3 separate regions of the Sus scrofa genome follow, and regions 1 and 3 are each linked to region 2. The links are chromatin contacts, called in public HiChIP or PLAC-seq maps. All regions are on one chromosome and are shown on one strand. The core of a region is the stretch at or near the end of the contact, and the rest is flanking DNA. Distances in the headings are between cores, read along the strand shown.

Evidence for each region. HiChIP or PLAC-seq counts read pairs in DNA pulled down with a chosen protein or histone mark.
Region 1: a contact with region 2 is called in an H3K27ac HiChIP or PLAC-seq map of alveolar macrophages. The contact joins the promoter of RP2 here to the promoter of RBM10 in region 2. A contact is called at or near these places in 1 of 5 promoter capture datasets (liver) and 1 of 2 datasets of contacts at active chromatin or transcription factors (alveolar macrophages).
Region 3: an H3K27ac HiChIP or PLAC-seq map of alveolar macrophages shows a contact between it and region 2. The contact joins the promoter of ARAF here to the promoter of RBM10 in region 2. A contact is called at or near these places in 1 of 47 Hi-C or Micro-C datasets (liver) and 1 of 2 datasets of contacts at active chromatin or transcription factors (alveolar macrophages).

What each region holds. Positions count from the first base shown.
Region 1 is chrX:41,487,369-41,490,638 of Sscrofa11.1, forward strand. It overlaps RP2 (protein XRP2), which reads left to right and starts at 1,498. Exons shown (of 5, transcript XM_003360282.4): 1 at 1,498-1,886. The coding sequence starts at 1,785.
Region 2 is chrX:41,770,849-41,774,486 of Sscrofa11.1, forward strand. RBM10 (RNA-binding protein 10) reads left to right here and starts at 2,384. Exons shown (of 24, transcript XM_021080368.1): 1 at 2,384-3,410. It overlaps NDUFB11 (NADH dehydrogenase [ubiquinone] 1 beta subcomplex subunit 11, mitochondrial), which reads right to left and starts at 3,031. Exons shown (of 3, transcript XM_003135056.4): 1 at 2,393-3,031; 2 at 471-601; 3 at 81-307. The coding sequence starts at 2,599. The coding sequence ends at 181.
Region 3 is chrX:42,076,857-42,080,266 of Sscrofa11.1, forward strand. It overlaps ARAF (A-Raf proto-oncogene, serine/threonine kinase), which reads left to right and starts at 1,346. Exons shown (of 16, transcript NM_214329.1): 1 at 1,346-1,396; 2 at 2,695-2,849; 3 at 3,002-3,105. The coding sequence starts at 2,754.

The sequences.
Region 1 (3,270 bases), core at 248-2,747, 280 kb before region 2:
AACATCCTCACATAGACTCTCTCATCTCACTCTGAAGAAGAAAAAGGGAGCACCAGGTAAAACCTCAATTGCCTAAGATCTGGAACTTAAATTTACAGTAATTTCTCATACTTGGGCGCATGCACTTTTCTTCCTGATTGTGCAATAAAAGGCAGGAAGTGAAAAAGGGAACATCCTTAATGCTCAAGTTAAGTCAGGGGCTCATTTAAGATATACGCCAGTGAATACGTGTGAGAAAGCAGAAAAATAACTAAATTTGAGCCTCAACTAATCTGCATTTGATGTCCTACCAAATACCAAAATATTGTGTTCAGAGAATTAAACCAACAACTTACCTTTTCTCTCACATAAGCAGTATATGTGCATCGTAGTAAAACTCAATCCGAGTACAGCAAATGTGAATATTTAATATATATTTTTAAAAAATCTTCAAACTCTGTACCATTTGCTGAGAACAGATTTGATGGTTTATATGGGAATGCTTTTTTCCTCCACTAGGCAATAAACTCCAGGAGGAGAACCCTTTTACCGTTCCTCCCCCTTCATCACCCCCCCCCGGCCCCGCCCCGCCCCGCCCCACACACTCAGGTTATTTTGTTTGGGAAGGAAAAGGGAAAGACTGTAAAGGTTTCCTTCATTAGTGTGCAAGCATTCATTCAACAAACGTTTTATTGAGCAGCTAGGGAGAAACTGGGCCAGACTTGGGGGATTAAAAAAAAAAAAAAAAAAAAGAGACAAGCCTTTTTTTTTTTTTTTTTCCCACTGTACAGCAAGGGGGTCAGGTTATCCTTACATGTATACATTGCAATTACAGTTTTTCCCCCACTCTTTCTTCTGTTGCAACATGAGTATCTAGACATAGTTCTCAATGATATTCAGCAGGATCTCCTTGTAAATCTATTCTAGGTTTTGGGCTTATCAGACACAACCTAGAGACAAGCCTTTTGATGTCAAGAAATTCACAATTCCAATAGGGAGACGATACACAAGTAGTTATTTTACTAAGTTCTCGTTCGATTTTAGAGTGATACGTGCAAGTTCTAAGAAAGTACAGAAGACAGGGCAAGGAAGGTAGGGAAAGTGGTTGGGGAAATTTCCCGCGGGGGGTGGGGGTGGGGTGGCGGGTGGTGACGCGAGCCAGAAGACGCGGGGGCGGGGAACGGGTGATCGGGAGTGAGGAATGCGAATTTCAGGGTCCTTCTTGCGTCAGCAGGACTTTCTGTTCCCTCATCAATTGCATCACAAAACTGAACTCTCCAGGCGACTGCACACGGGAGCCCTGCCGCATCTAGAACTTGGAAGCTGAGACGCAAGGGCAAAAAGACCCGCCTGCCAAAGCGGCACTCCCGGCAGCGGGACGGGCCCGGTGGAGTCCTCGGAGGGACGGGGCAGGGCTGGGGGCGGGGTCGGCCGTGCGTGGGCTGGAGCCGGCTGGGCCCGCCCCTGGGGGCTGGCGCAGGAGCCGGGTGTAGATTGGTTGTGTGCATTTGTCGACCTCTCTTCATAGGCAGCACAGGCTGCTCTCGGGACTTTGATTGGCTCCCCGGGCGCTGAGTGGTCATTGGCTATGGTGGGTCGTCAGGGCGACTGAGAGGAAAAAGAGCAGGGGTGTTGGGCCTGACGGGCGAACCTAGGCTGCGGGTGGCTGGGCGGTTTCGCGGGGGTGGTGTACGGGAGAGCTGCGGTGCCCGGGGCGCCCAGGGCTGAGGCTGCAACTCCGGGAGGTACCTGAGCTAGTGGGCAGGCAAGGAGGAGCGGCCAGTGAGACGCCGCGGGCCGGGACCATGGGCTGCTTCTTCTCCAAGAGGCAGAAGGCTGAGAAGGAGTCGCAGCCCGAGGGCGAGGAGGAGCGGCCGAAGCAGTACAGCTGGGACCAGCGCGAAAAGGTAACCCAAGTCCCGTAGATGCTGGTCTCACCCCCTCCGAGCCTCTTGGCGAGGGTCCCCCGCCGCCCCGCAGCACCAAGGGGGGCTGACCCAGCAGCTGCTGCTCCCGCACGCGCGCTCTCTCCCGCGAGTAGTTGAAGTCGGAGTGAATGACTTTTTGGGGAGCCGAGAAATTGAGCGCTAAAGAGGGCGCCACGGAGGGCTGTGCAGCGCTGGAGGGGGGCCTAGAGCTCATTGTCCGGATTGATGGATCCTGCGGGCTTTCCCTTCTCGCTGCATCCCGGCCTTCGGTCCGGGGATGGACTCGAGGGAGGGAAGGGAAACCCGGGAATGCCCTAAATCTCACATCTGCTCGTTTCACCAGCAGCGCCCAGCGGGGTTTTGTGCAGTCCTCGAGTTACACATGGGACTGATTCTCATCTCTTTCGCGGCTTATGTTCTTTCTTTCTGTGGCTGTTTTCTCTTTTGTCTGCCCCTACCAGTAAATCTCTTTGGTGCCTCCTGATAGATTCCGCTGCTGAATTTTCTCAAGGACGAAGTGGACCGTTTGACCTACAGCTTTGCTTTCCCTCCTCTTCCAGTTACCCGAAAGGAATAAGGAAAATCGAATCAGCTTTGGAATGTGGGTTAAGACTGTAAGATGAAAATAACCAGCATAAGCCAAGCGATATTTTCCTGTTGTTTTAATGAATGAAAATGCCCTCGTTTTTACTTTTCTATATAGCCAGAAACGAACAAGCTTTGAGCACGTCCACCAGGGTTACACAAAACACACTTAGTCATAAATTTCATAATGCTTCCTCTTTCTACATAGTTCTCCATTTGACAGATTTATCAATTATTTTTCTCTTCCAAACAAAATGAGAAAAAATTTTAAGTGAGTGTTATGAACAGTTAACTCCTGCTTAATGCAACATATCTTTATGCAGAAATTCTTTCTGGTAAATTTCTTATTAAAGTTTTGATTCTATAGACCATCCTGCATGAATTCCAATCCCCAGCAGAATTTAATCATGTAAACTCAGTTCTCCAAGTGTCAGATTTAAGAAATTGGATGCTTTTTACAGACTTCTTGGCCCCATCTTTCTGCCTCTGGTTTCACAGGGTTGCCGGGTCTTTATTGATTCTCTCTTATCCATAGTTGATAGCAGCATTTTATTTATTTATTTTTTATTTTATTTTATTTTTGCCACGCCTGTGGCATGTGGAAGTTCCCAGGCCAGGTATCGAACCAGACCCGCAGTTGCGGCAATGTGGGATCCTAACCCACTGCACCACAAGGGAACTTCTGACAGTGGCAGCAGCAGTTTGTAACGTAGGAGTGGAAATACTTTACTTTCTGTCTTACAAGAAGATTGCATCTATTATTTAAAGTTATTTGGTG
Region 2 (3,638 bases), core at 1,134-3,633:
CTGCATACCTAGAAAAAGCTTTTAAAGCCTGACACCCCCACTCCCACAGCCCCCTCACAACAAAAGCAACACCAGCCAGGCACATTTTCAGTCCCTTTAATTAGGTGCTCTGAGAGAAGGGCAGAATGGCAGACAGGAGATAAAGAAAGAGGTGCTTCTTAAGCCTCTCTCGGCCCCAGGTCAGTCCTCATCCTCCGGCAGCTGGATCTTGTTGGGGTCGAAGCAGTTGGATTCCATGAGGGGGAGGCCGTTGGCCTCTCGGTATTTCACGAGCCTCTCAGCTTCCCGGCGGGCCCACTCCTGCATCCTGGAGGCAGCAGCGTGGGGGTAGACTTGAGGGAGCCTCCATGGACACCAATCCCCATCTTAGCTCCCATTGCTGCACAGGGACAGGATTCCTGACAGTCTCTTTAAAGCTCCACCCCTGCCTCTGCCCCCACCCACCCCACTCTCTTGGACACCCCATGCACCTGTAGTCAGGCAGATAAGCCACAAAGGTGCTGCCAAGGACCAAGACGATGGAGAAGCCAAAGAAGAAGACGACCCGCATGTTCCAGAGGTCCACAATGGGGTCCTTGTCATAACCGTGGGAATCTGGGTTCTGAGGCAAAGAGAAGAAGAGGTCAATGAAGGCTTCCTGCCACTCCACAAAGCAGTATAACCCGATCTCCAATTTCACCTTGGACCAAGCTCCTCCCTCCCTTCCTAAATTCCTCTCTATTCTTAGGATTTGTCAAGCTCCTTCCCACCACAGGGCCTTTGCACTTGCTCTTTCCTCTGCTGGGAAAGCTTTTCCCGCCGACCTAGCTGTGGCTGGATCTGCCTCCTCAATCAAGGTTTTGGCTTCATCATCGCTCCCCTCAGGAGGCATTTCCTAGTCACCTTGTCTATTAAGTTGAGCTAGAGCAAACTGACATTTTTAACAGGTCAAAAATTATTGAATATTGGCAATTTCCTATGGCTCAAACTAATAAAATAACTCCCTACCCCAAGTCACTATCCATTCACTTATCTTGCTTAACAGTCTTTCTAGCATTTACTTGTTTGCCAAAGCAGTATAGCCCCCAAATCCTCTGATCACATTATCTTATATTATTGATTGCATACTTTATATCACTGGGTTTTTTTTCTTTTTTATCTTTTTGCCTTTTCTAGGGCCGCTCCCACGGCATGTGGAGGCTCCCAGGCTAGGGGTCCAATCAGAGCTGTAGCTGCTGGTCTACACCACAGCCACAGCAACTTGGGATCCGAGCCACGTCTTCGACCTACACCACAGCCCACAGCAACACCGGATCCTTAACCCACTGAGTAAGGCCAAGGATCGAACCTGCACCCTCATGGTTCCTAGTCGGATTCGTTAACCACTGAGCCACGACAGGAATTCCTCTATATCACTGTTTTCTAATATTCTATACATTTATTTTCCCTGTTCTCTGCTATCATGTATGCTCTGTGAAAGCAAGGGCTTTATCTAACTCCCATGTGGCTGAATCCCTAGCACCCTGAACTTAGCCTGGCACACAGCAGGCCTTCAATACATATTTACAGAATTAATATATAAATGAATAAGCATCCTACAGAGCCAAGCTCCTCAACCAAAGGTTAGTATTGATGAAGCATCTATCACGTGCCAGGCCTTTTCACAAGCACAAACTGCACAATATCCTGGTAAGGTGGAAAGTGGCAAGAATAATTAACAGCTTCTAATGGTGAGTACTTAATAAGTGCCAATTGCTGTTCTGAGCACTCTGACTCATTTAATTACACGAGGCAGGTGTAATATTTTATTTTTTAGAAAGTGTCCTAATACTTTCCCCATCTTTCAAAGAAACTGAAGCACCAAGGGGTTAAGCTACTCGCCCAAGGTCACATATGTAAGTAACTATCAGGGCCTGTATTCCAACTCAGGCATTCTGATTTCAGTCTCTGCTAACAGGATAGCACAGCAGACCTGATTCTGCCACACATTCAGTTAAGTGAGCTTGGAGGAGTCACTTAACACCTTCATGCTTCAGTTTCCTCATCTGCAGAATGGGTATATTAATAGTACCTACCTCGAAATAGGGCTGTTTTGAGGATTAAATAAGTTAATATTATAAAGTGTTTCGAACACCTGAGCAAGGACCGTATCAGTGTTTAATATTATTGCTGTTATGGTATACTGCTCATTTCAGGTTTGATATCTGTCTGGAAAATAAGGTCAGTCTCGCCTCTGGCCCTGAACCGAAGGTTATCAGGGGACAAAGGAGGAAAAGGAGCTAGAAAGAACTCCCAAATCTTTGAGGATTTTGCCAGCTGCGCAATCCTCAGCCGACTAAGTACGTCCTCTACGGCGCCCCGTCCGCAGGTCCCCGATTGACCCTTGCGGCGTCCCGTTTCCCCTCCCTCTCACCTTCTCATAGAGGTTTTCGTCCTCCGGATCTGGGTCCTCCTGCAAGCGTATAGTCGGTTCCGGCGGCCGCTTTCCCACCAGAGCGGACGGGGCGATCACAGCCCTGGAGGAGCCGGACTCCCAGCGAACACGGGCAGCCGGGAGCCCTCGCGTCGCCGCTGCTGCTAAAAGGCGGCGAGCGCACAAACCTAACACCCCGGCCGCCATGACAGCTCGTTCTGCAGGCTCGCGGGGGCGGGGACGGAAATGTGACTCTGCGCAGCTGCAGTTGGGCCTGAGCGCGAGAATTGTCGCTCCGCCCCCGCCGCACTAAATAGGTCCCGAGTTGGGATTTTGTTTTCAAACGTCCTCTTTCCCTCCCTCTGTCATGGCCTCACGGGAGCAACCAGCTTCCTATCTTCTCGGTCAGGCTGTGGAATTTCTGGCCGAAAAGGCTGCTTATTTTCTTGACGAGAAGAAAACGGTGACACTTGGGTGGATGCAGTCCCCAACCAATCTCGAGGAGAGTTCCCGTGCCCTTTGGCGAGAGGGGCGGAGCTTCCGCTGGTCTTTCATCTTCCTAGGAAGCCGAGCTTCTAAAAAGCGGGCCTCGCCGGATTGGCCAATAGCTACTCTTTTTCTCGACTTGCGGGCGTTCGCACGGGGAGCGGGGTGGTGGCATGCGCTTGCCAATCAGAGCAGGCCAGGGCTGGCCCACGAAGGACGGCGACCAATAGACGGGGCCGGCCAGAGCGCGCTCCCTTAGTAGGTGGATGGTGGTCGAAGCGCCGGCTCCCTTCTCGTCGTCGCCATTTTGTGCTGGTGATCGCGGCCGGCTGGGAGTAGGCGGCAGTGAGTTGCCCGGGGAGGGCAGCGCGCCTGGGCGCTCCTTCCCTCCCCAGTCCTCCGCCCTTCCGCATTCAGCCTCGGACTGGGTCGTTGCGCGGACCGGCTCCGGCTGAGCTGGGAGAGTTGGAGGAGGTGGCGGCGGGCCGAGGTGATGTCCGGGAGCCCTCCCTTGACAGCCCGGGCCGAGAAGGTGAGCGTCGACGCTGGTCGTGGGGGCGGAGGTAAGGGACCGGGGGCGGGGGTGGGGGGGGGAACGCGTAGAGGAGGCGCGAGGGCGAACTGCGGGCGGCAGGTTTGGGTTTTCGTGCAGAACCCCCGATGCTCACACGGTCTGTGCTCGGGAGGGGGTGTCTTTTTTTGTTGTTGTTTTTTGTTTTTCTCCTTTTGAGAGCAGAGGCGCGTGCGCGATTGGGACACA
Region 3 (3,410 bases), core at 96-2,595, 300 kb after region 2:
GGCGGTTCATACTGTTGGGGAAATCATTACAAATAAATCGCATGCCAACCCAGCAAATCCTCTCCACAAAGGTAGCGAAGAGCGGAATAGGTTTATTATCGAATAAGCATTAAATCAGACCGTGAGGGGCATCACAAGCAATTCACTAAAGAGATTTCCGAGAAAGAAATCTCCTCCTTTCATAGAGTCAGGCAGATACAACCCATGACCTACATGGTCTTAAAGATAGATGATAACTTGTCTTCAGAACTTGACAGCACCACTCGCTACACACAGTTCCTCTCAAATTCACCTGGTAATTGGGGTAGCCATCTGCCTTTAGGCAAAGGAAAAATAAAACGCATATCTCTTTGACAAGCAGGTGATGACTTGGAGCCAGCCGCCCAGGTCAAATTCCTACGCAGGTGGAGATAAGGCCCAATCGCTGTTTACCTTTGCATTTCAAAGACCTGGCTCCCAGGACCTTAAGAACAGCATTCCTGAACTGTAAAACTGGCAGAAAGCCTATTTAGCTTTTTTAAAGAGTCGCAGACCTCTCCAAGGGACAGAGAAAAATTTTACGAGTTTTCTAAAGAAAATAAGAAAAAGGAGGATGGCGAGTCTCTTTCACTTGTGACACCAGGGAAAAGTAAACTTTAAAAAAAGACTTTGTGTTTACCGTACACACGCTTCCCTGCAGTTATGCCTCATCTCAGGTTCGCACTTCCCTCCCCTCTTCACCTGACCATCCCTGATTAGTCTTTGAAAATCCTTATCAACTCCATTCCTAAAGGAAGCCTCCCCAAACAGCAAGCAGGCCTTCACTCCTAGGGCCAGACCCCCCTGCCCTGGCCACACCAGAGACCCACTCTTATCAAAGGTTATGATTACAGTCTCCTAGAACCGGAAAACGCTGCAGAGATTTTTTTTTCTGATTCCAACCCATTTCAAAGACGGTAAAACTGAGACACAGGAAAGTCCCAAATGAGTAGTTGGGCACAGGGTCACTGGAGTGAAAAAGGGCCCTTGAGGATTCCCCGTTCAGATTCGGAAACTCCTAAAGTTAGCCCCTAGTGACCCTCCCCTCCCCACAAAAATAGCTCTGCTTTATTCCATCATGGCACGATTGGGGTTAAAGCCCATGGCACGCAGGTCTCTTCCCAACTGCGCCTGCGCGAGCCCGGACGTGCGAATTTGCCCTAGACCCTGACGTTTCAGGCAGCCCCTCCTAATCCGGAACACGACCCACATTCCGCGGGTCCTGCCTTGACAGGCGTGACCCTGATCCAATAAGAATGGAGGGCCGAGTCCAGCGGAGCCAATGGCCAAAGTCCGAGGGGCGGTGGAGGCGGACTCTGTGAGGAAACAAGAAGAGAGGCCCAAGATGGAGGCGGCGGCGGCTGTAGCGGCGTGACAGGTGAGGGCGGGCCCGGCAGGGTTCGGTTTCTGGAGCGACCGCCGGGCACGAGTAAGGAGCCGGGACCGAAAGCTCAGCTCCGGGATGGCTGCGCCCGGGCCTTGGCGCCCCCTGCCCGGAACCGGAGGAGTGGTTTGACCCGGGGCGAGACCATCGTCGACAGCACGGGGAGGGGGGGTAGACTGGAATAGGGGTGCAAGGCTGCGGGGGATGGTTTCGCCCGTCGCGTGTAGCAGCGCGCCTGCGCAGAGCTGAAAGGCTCTCAGTGGGCAGGGCCAGGCCGTATATGGGGCTGGGGTTGTGGTGTGTCTTGCTTGGAGTCCTTCTTAATCTCTCTAAGGTTAGGGGAAGACTTTCTTACCAGCAATGGGGAGTGCATGAAGACGGGGCTCACTCCTCTCTTTTCTTATTCTGGATCAATGTCCGACCCACTAGGAGAATGTTTGAGGATCTCCCACCCCTTACTCCTCTTTAACCACTCCCAGCCTCCTTCCAGTAGCAGCAGTGGTATGTCTGTGAGCCCTTCCTTCGTTGTCAGGGAGAGTTTGGAGCGCCCTCCACCCCACCCCCACTTTACCCCCTTGTACCTCTCATCTCGACCAGGTCTGGTGATGCTCCATGTCCCTCCTTTCCCCCATTATCCGCTCTTCTCCCCTTTACGGTCCCTGGTGATTCCCTAACACATCTCCCTTCAGCATTGTGTCTGCGGAGCCTCTGTGAACCCCCCATCACAGTCTGCTGACTGCCATTTGCCACCTAACACAGGGTCCGTGAGTCTACCATCATTACACCCCAAGGGCTTTGGGGTGCCCCCGGCGCCCTTAAGAACATTGTTTGGTGCAATGCCCCTTTCCCCCAAACTCAGGGCACCCTGTCTGTGACTCCTCCCACCCCACAGTATCTGGTAACCCCTCCTCCATGAGAAAGCCAGGACAGCCTGTTCATGTCCATTATGTACCTGACACGCCCCAGTGCAGTGCATGCTGACTTCCCCGTTAGTCCCCAGCCCAGAGACTTCGTGTGCTCCTGTGGCCTCCAGGACAGTGTGTGCTGCCTCTCTTTATGTCCTAACCCCCACCCCACCCCGCCCTATGCAGTGAAATGGAGACCTTGGCACTTAAGGGTGAGACAAACAACAGGAGGGGCTGGGCCGAGGAAGAACTGGATCCCTTGAGCTGTGTGGGTATTAGGCTACAGGGGGAGACGTGGAGCCTGGGGACTGAATGTTTTTTTGTCCTCTGCCACTTTGCTTCCTAACAATTGTTCCCGGACCACTGCATTCCGCCTCTGTCTTCCAGGAGCCCCATGGCACCTGCCCAGCCCCACCTGAGCCCGTCTTGACAAAGTCCTAGGCTCCATGGAGCCACCACGGGGCCCCCCTGCCAACGGGGCCGAGCCGTCCCGGGCAGTGGGCACCGTCAAAGTGTACCTGCCCAACAAGCAGCGCACGGTGGTGAGTCTGACGGGAGCAAAGCTGGCCAGGGGTGGGCAGGGACCCGGTTGGACATCGTGGATCAGAAAGGTGACAGGGGCTGGGAGCACGCCTTTGCCGAGGGCTGGGGACCCCGTGGGGCACCGACTCCTCACATCTGTGCGCACACGCAGGTGACTGTCCGGGATGGCATGAGTGTCTACGACTCTCTGGACAAGGCCCTCAAGGTGCGAGGTCTCAATCAGGATTGCTGCGTGGTCTACCGGCTCATCAAGGGGTAAGCGTGGCACCCCCCCAACCCCCACTGGGGGCCCAGCTGTCCATCCCATCCCGGAGTCATCTGACTCCTCCACGCTGCTGTGGCATCGTCTCCCGTAGCCTTCTTCCCTTCATTCAGTGACTCCAACTAGCCTTTGCCTCATCCCTTCATCGGCTCGCGGGCCCATAAGGTCAGCAGCTCATTTTCTTCTTGGGACTCAAGTCATCCTCTCCTCCTGGACGCCGTCTGTTTTGTTTTTTTGTTATTTCAACAGGTTGTCCGCTCTCTCCTTCCTCCGTTTCCTCATTTTCCATCTGCGGTGT